Linked DNA regions of Anser cygnoides: region 1 is linked to region 2. Evidence: chromatin contacts called from public Hi-C data. All regions are on one chromosome and are shown on one strand. The core of a region is the stretch at or near the end of the contact, and the rest is flanking DNA. Distances in the headings are between cores, read along the strand shown.

Evidence for each region. A called contact is a pair of places that touch in the nucleus more often than the background predicts.
Region 1: a contact with region 2 is called in a Hi-C map of granulosa cells, with 1.6 times the contacts expected there. The contact joins the enhancer-like site here to the promoter of ATP5PD in region 2. A contact is called at or near these places in 2 of 7 Hi-C or Micro-C datasets (granulosa cells and liver).

Annotation. Positions count from the first base shown.
Region 1 is chr19:6,215,565-6,220,750 of Taihu_goose_T2T_genome, reverse strand. TMEM104 (transmembrane protein 104) reads left to right here. Exons shown (of 10, transcript XM_066979983.1): 6 at 155-235; 7 at 4,594-4,693. Among named protein-coding and RNA genes, the nearest start is that of TMEM104, 9.6 kb to the left of the region's middle. Within about 2 kb of position 1,815, at least 1 of the 3 cell types and tissues checked has open chromatin away from gene starts, as enhancers often do.
Region 2 is chr19:6,022,312-6,027,584 of Taihu_goose_T2T_genome, reverse strand. It overlaps ATP5PD (ATP synthase peripheral stalk subunit d), which reads right to left and starts at 1,486. Exons shown (of 6, transcript XM_066979930.1): 1 at 1,349-1,486; 2 at 785-913; 3 at 14-110. The coding sequence starts at 906. It overlaps KCTD2 (potassium channel tetramerization domain containing 2), which reads left to right and starts at 1,546. Exons shown (of 6, transcript XM_013178852.3): 1 at 1,546-1,886; 2 at 3,187-3,295; 3 at 3,953-4,044; 4 at 4,737-4,832. The coding sequence starts at 1,593. It overlaps LOC106034709 (a long non-coding RNA gene), which reads right to left. Exons shown (of 6, transcript XR_010825808.1): 6 at 2,875-4,891.

The DNA.
Region 1 (5,186 bases), core at 566-3,065, 190 kb before region 2:
GAGTGATTGGACCCGTGGCTCTGCAGCTGTGGAGTGGTAGATAGTACATAGTGTCCTTCAAACTACTGCTGGAGCTTCTTGGGTGTCTTCAGATAGTCTGGCCTCTGTTTTTACTCGAGGGACTGGTTGAAATCTTCTTGTTTTCAACTTGCAGAGAGACGTGGCTCACCCAATATCTTTGAAATCACTGAAAGGGTGGAAATGGGCCAGATGGCTTCCATGTTCTTCAATAAAGGTACGTGATTGATGCGTTTAAGTGTCCCTCGCAGTCCTGCTGCATACTGTGTGTATGTCTTTTGTTAAGTCTGAGTGCTTCTCAGTGTGGGTTTGCATTCTGAGTTTGAGATGGTTCCGTCCAAGAGTGTTGTTCCTTATCTGCGAACTATCCATCCCTCTGTGTAGTGTTTCTACAAAGCAGGATATGTGTGGGCCAGAACCTGTATGAAGGGGAGGGTGCTGTGGTGGTGTTGCCAAAAATACCGGTTCTGGGTAGTTGGCTGACACAGGTAAGCTTAAGTCAGTGCCTCTTCTGACTGTTCTCAACCTAACCCTGCATCTGCCCTCTGATCTCTGTTCTCTGCAGTGGTAGAGCCCAGCTGTAGAATTCACTGGTTCCACCTTGGCAGTATTTGAGAATAAAACTTTTTTTTTCCTGAACCCTTTAAGTGCCTGTCTGAAGGAGAGAGGCTTCTGGGGAGAGCTGCTGAGAACTGCATGTATCTGGGGGTGGGGGTCAGCTGCTGGGACGTGAACTACTGAATGAAGAAGGGTCCCTGGTGAGCACGTGGTAGGCAGATATCTTGTCTTTTTGCTATTGTCTTTTGTTGTATGTCAGGGAACGAGCTTGTAGGTATGCTGCAATAAAGCCGTATCCATTGCTGCATACAATAGAAACGCAAGCTACAATGTTAGGCGTTCTGAAGCTGGGTGAGGAATACATTTGAAATGCTGAGCAGAGCCAGAAAATCATCAGACACCATGGTTGTGCAATTTTGAGCCTGTCAGGCCCCATTTCTTGTGGACAGCGACATTTTCTCTTGTTCGCTAGCCACCTCACGAAGATGTGATGGGCTGTTTTTTCCACTACATTACATCAGCTTTATGCCATTCTAAGACTGCCTCTGAAGGACAGCTGGGCTTAAGGAGTGAAGATTGTTTCAGCTATATTATTGCTGATTTTAAAGTCTAGTTGAAAAAAATAGCTTGATTTCCCTATATGCCCCGTGTGGGTCTTTGTAGACATAAAGCATTCAGGAGTATCAAAAGCCACAGTGAATCAGGCTGCCACTTTTCCGAGTCAGAAGAGGAGAGGTGACTTGACTGTGCTAGAGACCCAGAAACATCTTGTTCCTAGTCTTGTCTGTTGCTCTGAGATGCTCTGACTTTAGGCAAGCTTTCTTGTTTGTGTTCTTTGCCATCTGTAAAACACCGCGGATGCTTCCTTAGCTCTCAGTACTCCTCTGAGGACTAGTATTAGGATGTTGCTTTGATAGCAAGCCCTGGACAATGTGGCTCAGCAGTATCACTGAGGATTTAGGTACGGAGGCCTGTTTTATTGCACGTGGACTGGGGGAGTACACAGACAAGTCTCAGAAGGCCTCTTCTTCTCGTGTGCTTCCCAGGAAGATGGTGATAACCCCTCAGGTGAGCCAGGTGTTGAGCAGTTGCCTTCTAAAAGGTTTCTCTGCCTTGGTGCCAGCTGCTGCTCAGCCAGTAGAGGGTGCTGGAAATACACGTCCTCCGGGGTGCCGATGGACGTTTCCCAGCGAAGTGATATTAACTGCTTAGCATTCTGAATCTTAATCTCCCTTCTTAATGTTGTTTTAGCCCGAGTTATCTGCTTTCTGTGTCAGGGATCCTCCCCCGGGCTGACTCAAGCTAGTGCCAAGGGATAAATCTGCGGGAAGTCAGCGGGAACAGCTGCAGGCTTGAAACAACTGGTGAGAGATGAGACGAAAGGTACGCAGAGCAAAGGGTCTGGGGCAGCTGTAACTCACCTGCTGCTTTCCCCTCCTCTATACTCAGCAGCAAAGAGCTGTTGCTGAGTCCTAGCTGAGAGATGCACTCTGGTCTGCTGAGCCGTTGCAGAGAGCAGGCAGGTTAGGTGCCTCCCTCTGCAGATCCTGGCTGAAGTTTTCGTGCTGACAGATGCACAGAGAGGCCTTGGCTAAGGGCAGTTGCTCGGTGACCCCTTCCTACAGCCTGGTGCTGAGAAACTGGGTCACGCTTGGCAAGTCCTGGCTCCAAGCACCACCCTCTGCCGTTTCACAGCTAGCAAGTGTCTGGGTGGGTTTTGCTTACAATATTTGAAGCGTGGATCCAAAACCAGGGTGTCTGAGAGCTTTACAGCCTTCAGAGGGAAGGCTGGTGAAGGCTTTGTAATAGACCTTAAAGCCTCTGAGACCTAGGGAGTTCTCTGCTCTTTTCTCTTAACTTTTTTTCCTTAAACAATCTGACAGGAGTTGAATCTGCAGTCCTGGGAGGTAAGCCGAGGATAAATTTCCATCTCAGACTGTCTGCTTTCTTAAAGAGAGCTGTCTTAGGTTTAGGCTGTGGTGGGCCTGTATGCTCTTTTAAAAAAGCTGGCTCTGAAGAACTGCTTTTTTTTTTATTTGCAATGTTGGGTGCTTTCTTCTGGGACCGAGCAGTCATTTGTTGCGGCAATGGAATCTGGGCACATCTGTCATGCTGTCCCCCCACAGGAAACCATTGATTTTCCCATTTTTGTCCAGTAATGAAAGTATTGATCAGGGAGGATCAGTAGCAGCTTGTAAAAGAACTGGCAGTAAAGTCTTCTCCCCTCTTTGGAGGGCACGAGTTCGGGAGAGGACTGCTACCTGGACTTCCCACAGGCAGAGAAATCCACACTGGAATAGGGATATTGGGTGTGCTGGTGAGTTCCTGGTGGTACTGCTGCAGCTTAGCTTCTTGTGTGAGCACTATTTTGTGTATACACCAAAAAAATAGAGCACCTGAGACCTGGTGTCAGTAGTAGATTCTGGTTTGGGGATCTGCATCTAAGTCTGTCTAGTGCTTAGTGGATTTTGCAGCTTCTGTCCTACATCAGGTGTTTGTTACAATACTCGACCTTTTTTAATAGGGAATTGGAGAGAACTGGTAGGGAGTTTGCTGTCGTATTCAGAATAATGCAGTCTCCTTGCTGTGTGGTCATCTTAAATCTTTCACAGAGGGGAAAAAATGAAGGGACCTATAAGAAATTTTCTGGCTATTTCTGGAGGGGCTGAAGATCTCCATTTATCTATTCAAACAAACCAGGAGTAACTCTTGTGTATTGTCTTAGTGCTTTATAAGAGCAGGGAAGTCTTCTTGCTGCTTTCCCATACAGCCCTTTTTGTAGAAACGTTTTCTGCTAAGTAGGCTCAGCACATTGAGTAATTTATTTAACACGAGTGGAATGCCTGTTAATGTGTCCTGACACCCAGGGATCCAGGGACAATATGATGGCAAAACACATGGTGAAACTTGAGGGCAACCAAGTGCTGTGGAAATATTAATCCCTGTTCCTGCAGTAATGACATTTTTATTTGATAGCTGTCATATGAGTCTCGGAGAGGTGAATTGATTTGCCCAGGCTGCATTAGGATTAAGCATCAAGTGGTATCGCAACTGGAAAGTATGGACAGGTTCCTTGAGCTGCTTTCCTTCAGTATCTACCTCCTAAATGAAACAAATTTGAGGCTTCTTTTTGTAGCTCACCTGTTTCTGAACTGAAATATGTTCCAGTTTGTTTTTCGTTGCTGAGATTTATACCAGCTCTCATGGAAGAAAAGAATCCCGGGGTCTCATCAATCATATCTTTGTTCCTGCTGATCTCAGCCCTCCACAGCAGTGTCTTCCCGAGCCCAAGAAAGGCTGTTTTGTGCACCCAGATTGCTTGAGTAAGACGTTTCTAATCTCATAGCTGAAGGCAGAGCAAATTTAAGACAGAAGCAAACCACAGAAGAAAACATTTGGGGACAGGATCAGTGTTCATTGTGGCACTAGGGTGTAGTAGGGCTGCAGAAACAGTTTTCAAGCTTTGCAAGTTTGAATCTTGCCTCGGGATGCTGGCGTTAAGGGATCTCCCAAACGGCTCCACCTCGACCGTGTGGAACTGGATCTCTGCAGGGCTAAATCCTTACTGCGAAGGTCCTGCAGGCTTGGAATTGGCAGAGTACTAACAGCTCGTGTTTCTTCACCGCACCGTTGCTCAAGGTGTGTTCACACCAGGTCTGTCACCGTCAGCTAGTGTGCCTGTGACTCTTCCAGGTTGTCAGCTTCGTCTGATAGTTCAATTATGTGAGACCTGTGGGCCTTGAGCAGCGACTGGAGGATGGGTGTAAGCTCGAGTGCCTGGTGTGAAGGCCGGGTATTTCAGCAGGCAGAGCTGAGCTCTGAGGCCTCATGTCCCATCGGTTCCTGTGCTGTAGCTGTCTCCTAACCTGCTGGTGTGACCCTTCTGTGCGGTTCAATGCAGAAAAAGTAAACTACAGAAAGAAATGGTGGTTTTTTTTAAGGTGTTGAAAAAACTTTTGTGAATTATTGATTTAGCGTGCGGAGTTCAAGAATCCCCAACATCACTTTTTCTTGCAGTGGGTGTCAACCTCTTCTATTTCTGCATTATTATCTACCTCTATGGGGACCTGGCAATCTACGCAGCGGCTGTGCCGGTCTCTCTTATGCAAGTGACCTGGTAAGTGTGCTTACTGCTGTGCAGTTACGTGCTAAGAGGGACAAGGGCAGGTTTTTGGGCTTGATGGGGTGATAAGTCTGACTGGGTTCAGCTCTCCTTTCTGAAGACAAGTGGAGAAATGACTCAAGGACATCTCAGTGCACGTGCGTGGGAAGGTGAAGTTGTTCTGTATTCCCCACCCAAGTGGCTGCTGCAGGCTAAGCTGTTGTTGGATGCCTCAAAAGTACTTGACCTGATTTCAGGTAAGTCCCTGGGCGTAAAGTACTTCAGCTTCAGCACCTTGCAGGCATGGGGCTCATTGCTCACTGGTTTGAATGCCATCCCCTGTGCAGTATCTTAGCTTCTGTCTCCGGATAAGAGCTGGGAGGTGTGGTGCTTATCAAGCCTGTGACCTGCAAGTGGTGACAGGACTTTGTGCTTACCTGATAAGCTCTGGGCTTGAGATAAGTTCCTTCCTAAAGAAATAGTGAAAGACACTGGTTTGCTTGGTCTG
Region 2 (5,273 bases), core at 237-2,736:
CAGAGGTACTGACCTTCTTCTGGAACTCGTCCACCATGCCGGCTTTAGCAATGGCAGCCTTGTAGTGAGCCCAGTCGATGGCAGGGGGCTTCTCCGGCAGGCTGGCCAGCCTAAGGGGACAGGGGACAGCAGTCACCACCAGGGCCAGCAGTAACCTCGCACCATCATTTGCTCTCTGCCACAATTACTTTCCAGAGCGTTAACAGAGCCTGCTAAGCTTAATTGCAAATATCTCCAAGTTTCTCATTAGCAACTAACAAAGAGCCAACCCTGCAACTTCCCCCACCCTTGAAACAGACTTCTCTGCATGGGCAAGGCAAATTCAGCCTGCAGCCCTGCTGCACGCAGCACCTGGATGCAGCCCTTGAAGAAGAGCTAGGCAGTTTTCACAGCACTAACTCAGAGGCAGGCAGTGACAGCATCTGTAACAGCCCATGCATATCAAGCAGCAGACGCCAAAGCACCTGACAGAACTCATCCATTTGTGCAGCATCTAAAAGAGCAACAAAGCTTTAAAAATATTTTTCCAGCGCACCAAACCAAACTGCTTGCACAGAACTGCTTTTTGACGCTGCAATTCTTATTTCACTGACGAGGATTGAGCAAAGATGATTTGAAAACTAAAATTAAACCAACAGCTGTCTTGAAGACGGCCTGTTTTAACGTCTCTTGGAGCATTTTGTAAGACAATAACTACGGACATCAGCTCAAGCTGGGCCTGCAGAGGCCGCACAGCCCACCGAGGTCCAGAGCTGTCGGCGGCAGGCGCGGGGCCGGCACTCACCGGGCCGACAGCGCATCGCTGCGGGTCTTCAGGGCGTTGAACATGGCTCGCTGGTTGGTGGGCACCCTCTCGGCGAAGGCGGCCCAGTCGATGGCCTTGAGAGCAGCTCTGCGGCCCGCCATGCTGCAGCTGGGGCAGGGAGACAGGGAGCGCGGCGGAGGGGGAGGTCAGAGAGGGGGGAGCGTTGGGGGGGGGGGCGGGATCGTGGGGGACAGGGGAAAGGGCCCGGGACTGAGGGAGGGAGGGGCCTGGGGAGCGCCCGGGACCGCTGGGGGGAGGAGGTGGGGGGGGGGAGGCACGGGACAGGGCTTGGGACCGGCGGGGGGACGACAGGGGGGGGGCACGGGACCGGCGGGGGGGCACCGGACAAGGCCCGGGACCGGGGGGGGGGGAGGCTGGGGAGGTCCTGGGACCGTGGGGGGCGCTCGGGAGGGCCCGGGGGCGGCGGGGGGGGACACAGGACAGGGCCCAGGACCGGGGGGCACCGGACGAGGCCTGGGGCGGGGGGTGGCGCTGGGGGGGGGCCCCGCCGCCATCCCGGGAGCCCCCCCCGGCCCCGCTCACCTTGAGCAGCGCCCGCCGTCCCCTGGCGCCGCCGAGTGACGCGCCGGAAGCCCCGCCCCCTCCCACCGGAAGGGGCGTGGCTTCGCCACACACACCCCGGAAGCTCCTCGCCGCCGCCGCCGTCCCTCGGCGCTGCGCCCCCCCCCGCTCCGGTTCCGCTTCCGCCCGCGGTGCCCCGGAAGCGGTTCCGCGCCCCGGAAGCGGCGGGCGCGATGGCGGCGAGGCGGCGCTGAGCGTGCCCGGCATGGCGGAGCTGGCGGCGGCGGAGGGGCCGCCCAGGGGCCGCACCCCCAGCCCGGGCCCGGCGCCGGGTGCCGGGGGGGTGCCGGGGCCGCCCAGCCCCCGCTCGGCCGCTCCGGGGGCTTCGGGCACGGCGCTGGGCACGGCCCCGGCCCCGGCCCCGGCCGCCTCCAAGTGGGTGCGGCTGAACGTGGGCGGCACGTACTTCGTGAGCACCCGGCAGACGCTGTGCAGGGAGCCCAAGTCCTTCCTGTGCCGCCTCTGCTGCCAGGACGGGCCCGAGCTGGGCTCCGACAAGGTGAGGCCGCGCCGGGGAGCCCCCGGTCCCTGTTCTACCCCCCCCCGGTCCGGTCCCGTCCCGCCGAGGCCCCCCCGTGCTGCTGCAGGAACCCAGCCCCGGCACAGAAGAGAGGGGACGCTCCTAGGAACGGGGCTTGCAGCAGGCTGCGCTTACGGCTGCTTTCTGGTGTGAGCTGCTCTTACAAGAGGTCGCAGCGCAGCTGCTTGGCTTGTTTTGAAGCCACCGCCGGTTATCATAAGGGTTTTGTGGGTGGTCGTTCTTGTAATTGCAGGGTATCATAAGGGTTTTGCAGTTCTGTTTGTGGTCCTTCTTGTGGTTGCAGGGGTTTGTGGGATCTGCCGCACAGGGCTCTGTAAATACTTTCTGGATAGGTCACACTGAGAATTGCTCAGGTCTCCTGCTGCTTAAGAGTTTACCTTGAAGTTAAAACCTCCTTGTAACAAAACCTCCTTGTGACCACATTAAGCCACCAGCCTCAGCAAATAGAGGTGGTGATCACAGAATCCATCACAGTATCATTAGGGTTGAAAAATCCCCCCAGGACCATCTGCTCCAACCCTCCCCCTGCCACCCATGTCACCCCCTAAACCTTGTCCCCAGGCACCACATCCAGAAGACCTCACGGTTTTTTTTACCACTTTAAAGCAGCCTGCTTGGCAGGTCAGACATTGCCTTAAGGAAATGGTGTGGAAGACTCCTGCACAGGCTCTGTCAGCCCTTCCAGGCTGGTTCGGGAGATACTTTAGTTGTGAACTGTTGGTGAGCTGATGACATTAATTGTTGTATGCCAGCCTGCCAGACACTGCTCGGAGACAGGGCTTTGGCACTGCAATTTGCATTTTTAGTAGTAGGAAGAAAAACACACAGCTACTTTGAAGTTTAACTCTCATATGCTGTTTACCAGAACTGGAAATCCAATTTTTTTTTTTCCAGAGTCTCCTAGATAAACTAGTCTGGAAAACAAGATTAGACAGAGCACGAATGCCAGCTTTGGTTTTTTTTATTATTGCAGTGAAAAAAAACTTAAGCGCTGCTTTTCTCTTTGGTTATATAAACTGTTCATAGAAGTACTTAATGTGAGGCATCTGCCAGCACCATCGAGATGCAACATTTGTAGCTGAGTTCAGATACTGAAAAAAAACATTGGATAAAGTGTGGAGTCACTAATTCAACCTTTACAGGCAAAGGAATCTGTTTCTTAAAGAAAAACTGTTCTATTTATCATTTTCAAATGAAATTATCTTTTTTTCTAGTACCATTTAACTATGCCTGCTTCATTCCTGTGCACACTCAACAGGATGAGACAGGTGCATATCTCATCGATAGAGATCCCACCTATTTTGGTCCAATACTGAACTACCTCCGCCACGGGAAGCTTATCATAAACAAGGAGCTCGCAGAAGAAGGTAAGAGAAAAATCCGGGGTAGAACCACAAGCGCTGTTAGATAGAAGCATGACAGCTGCCATCACAAACGTGCCCGAGCACATCAGGGCACCGATAGGGCAACGTGTAGTAGCAGGAGCAAGCCACAGTTCCCAGCGGTGCTGTTAGTATTTAGCTTCCCAGAAGGATGCTTGTTAAAAGGGATTAAATCATCAGATTCTGCATCATTCTGGAAGCAGAGGCCTCTAGTTTATAGTACAGCCCATCACTGCTCTGCTTAGCTCAAAGGCTTCTTTTAGCAAACCATCTGATAGAACATCTCCCTCCACAGACAGCAGTAACAGCAGTTCTGCACAAGCAAGCAGCTTTGGTGAGATTCCCTTAGGGAGGGAACACCACAGAGATCGTGCCATGAGGTTTCTGATAAGCCCACGGAAAGGGGGATAATCTTTAAGTACCCTGTAAGCCACAAAAGGAGGTGGCAGCTAGTTGGTCACCTCCTTCCAGCCTGGGAACTGTGAGATCCGTGGCAGACTTATTCAGCACCCGAGGATTTTATTACATGTGGGTGAGATTTGGAGGCAGCAGCAGGTGTTGCATCCTTGTAGCTGAATCATCTTCATTCTGCCCTGTATAAAGTAACAGAACTTCTGTCTCTGCTTTTCGTTCCCTTCTTAGGGGTCCTGGAAGAAGCCGAGTTTTACAATATTGCATCTCTCGTGCGACTGGTGAAGGAGCGGATACGGGATAACGAGAACAGAACCTCTCAAGTAATGCACATGAAAATTTATGTTCTGAAGTCAGTCATTTTCTGTAGCTTAGTAGGATGTGTGGCTGTAGGCACGTCCAGTAACAGTTTTTTAGCTTAGTTGTCTTTAACAGCAGGAATCCGTGTTTTTCGTTAGATCCAAGGCACAGCTAGGAAAAAGTATCCATTATGGTTTCACAAGAACAGGCCACAGTCATCTTGTTAACGCTGCAGGGAAAGGCGATGAACAGTTAAAGGAAAAGGGCTGGGAGCAAAGATGGGGAGTTACAAACCAAAACACAGCTTCAGGAGGTAAAGAATAGTTCAGTTCTTCTCCAAACCGTTTTTCTGCCCTGTATAGCTGTCTTTTTGTGGCAACTTTTCCCATTACTGATACTAACATACTCAGGAGATTCAATTTCAGAAGGGAAACATTCTCAAAAAGCAGTAAATGGCTTTGAAAACCAAAAAAAGTGTTGCTTTCACTTGCATTTAGGCACCTGGAAGGCTTTTAAGAGAAGTGTATGAACTGTTTGTACCCATTTTAGAATTGGTTGGATAGTCACAAAGATGAAACCTCCGTCCACGTGGCTCAAACTTCCTCAAATAACACAGATAGAGCAGACCTCATTAGTTTAGGCTAATTAGTTTCCTTGCTTGATACCAGTGCAACAATTACTTAACTCCTGCTTGTTTTTATTCCCCATGCTTTAGGGACCTGTGAAGCACGTGTACAGAGTCCTGCAGTGCCAAGAGGAAGAGCTTACACAGATGGTGTCCACTATGTCTGATGGGTGGAAATTTGAACAGGTACCCATGAGCAGTCTGACTTGAGCAGCCATCTGGTTTCGCAGGATAACTGAAATGTGCTATTTTAAAAGGAAATACATTATTCTATCCACCCATGATTCAGTAGTTTGGGAAATCTATCAAAAGATACCATGCGTTTGTTGAGCAAATAGTGGTGTGTGGTGTGGAAGTATCCAACAGCTTAAAGGTCAAGGCAGCAGGGACCAGGGGAACAAAAAAAAAAGTTTCTTGTGGCTCTCTTTTGCCCTTAACACAAACAAAAACCTGTTAATGTTACTGCAGGTCAGTAATGACAGCCCCCCAGTCTTGCTACAGCAAAACTGTATCAGTAGGCATCTGTGTAGGAAGGTTGCTGACTGCACATGCCTCAAATATGAAGCTCTCTCTTAGAATCCATTACAACATGGAAGTTAGGGTGCACGCTACACATTAAAGTTTCCT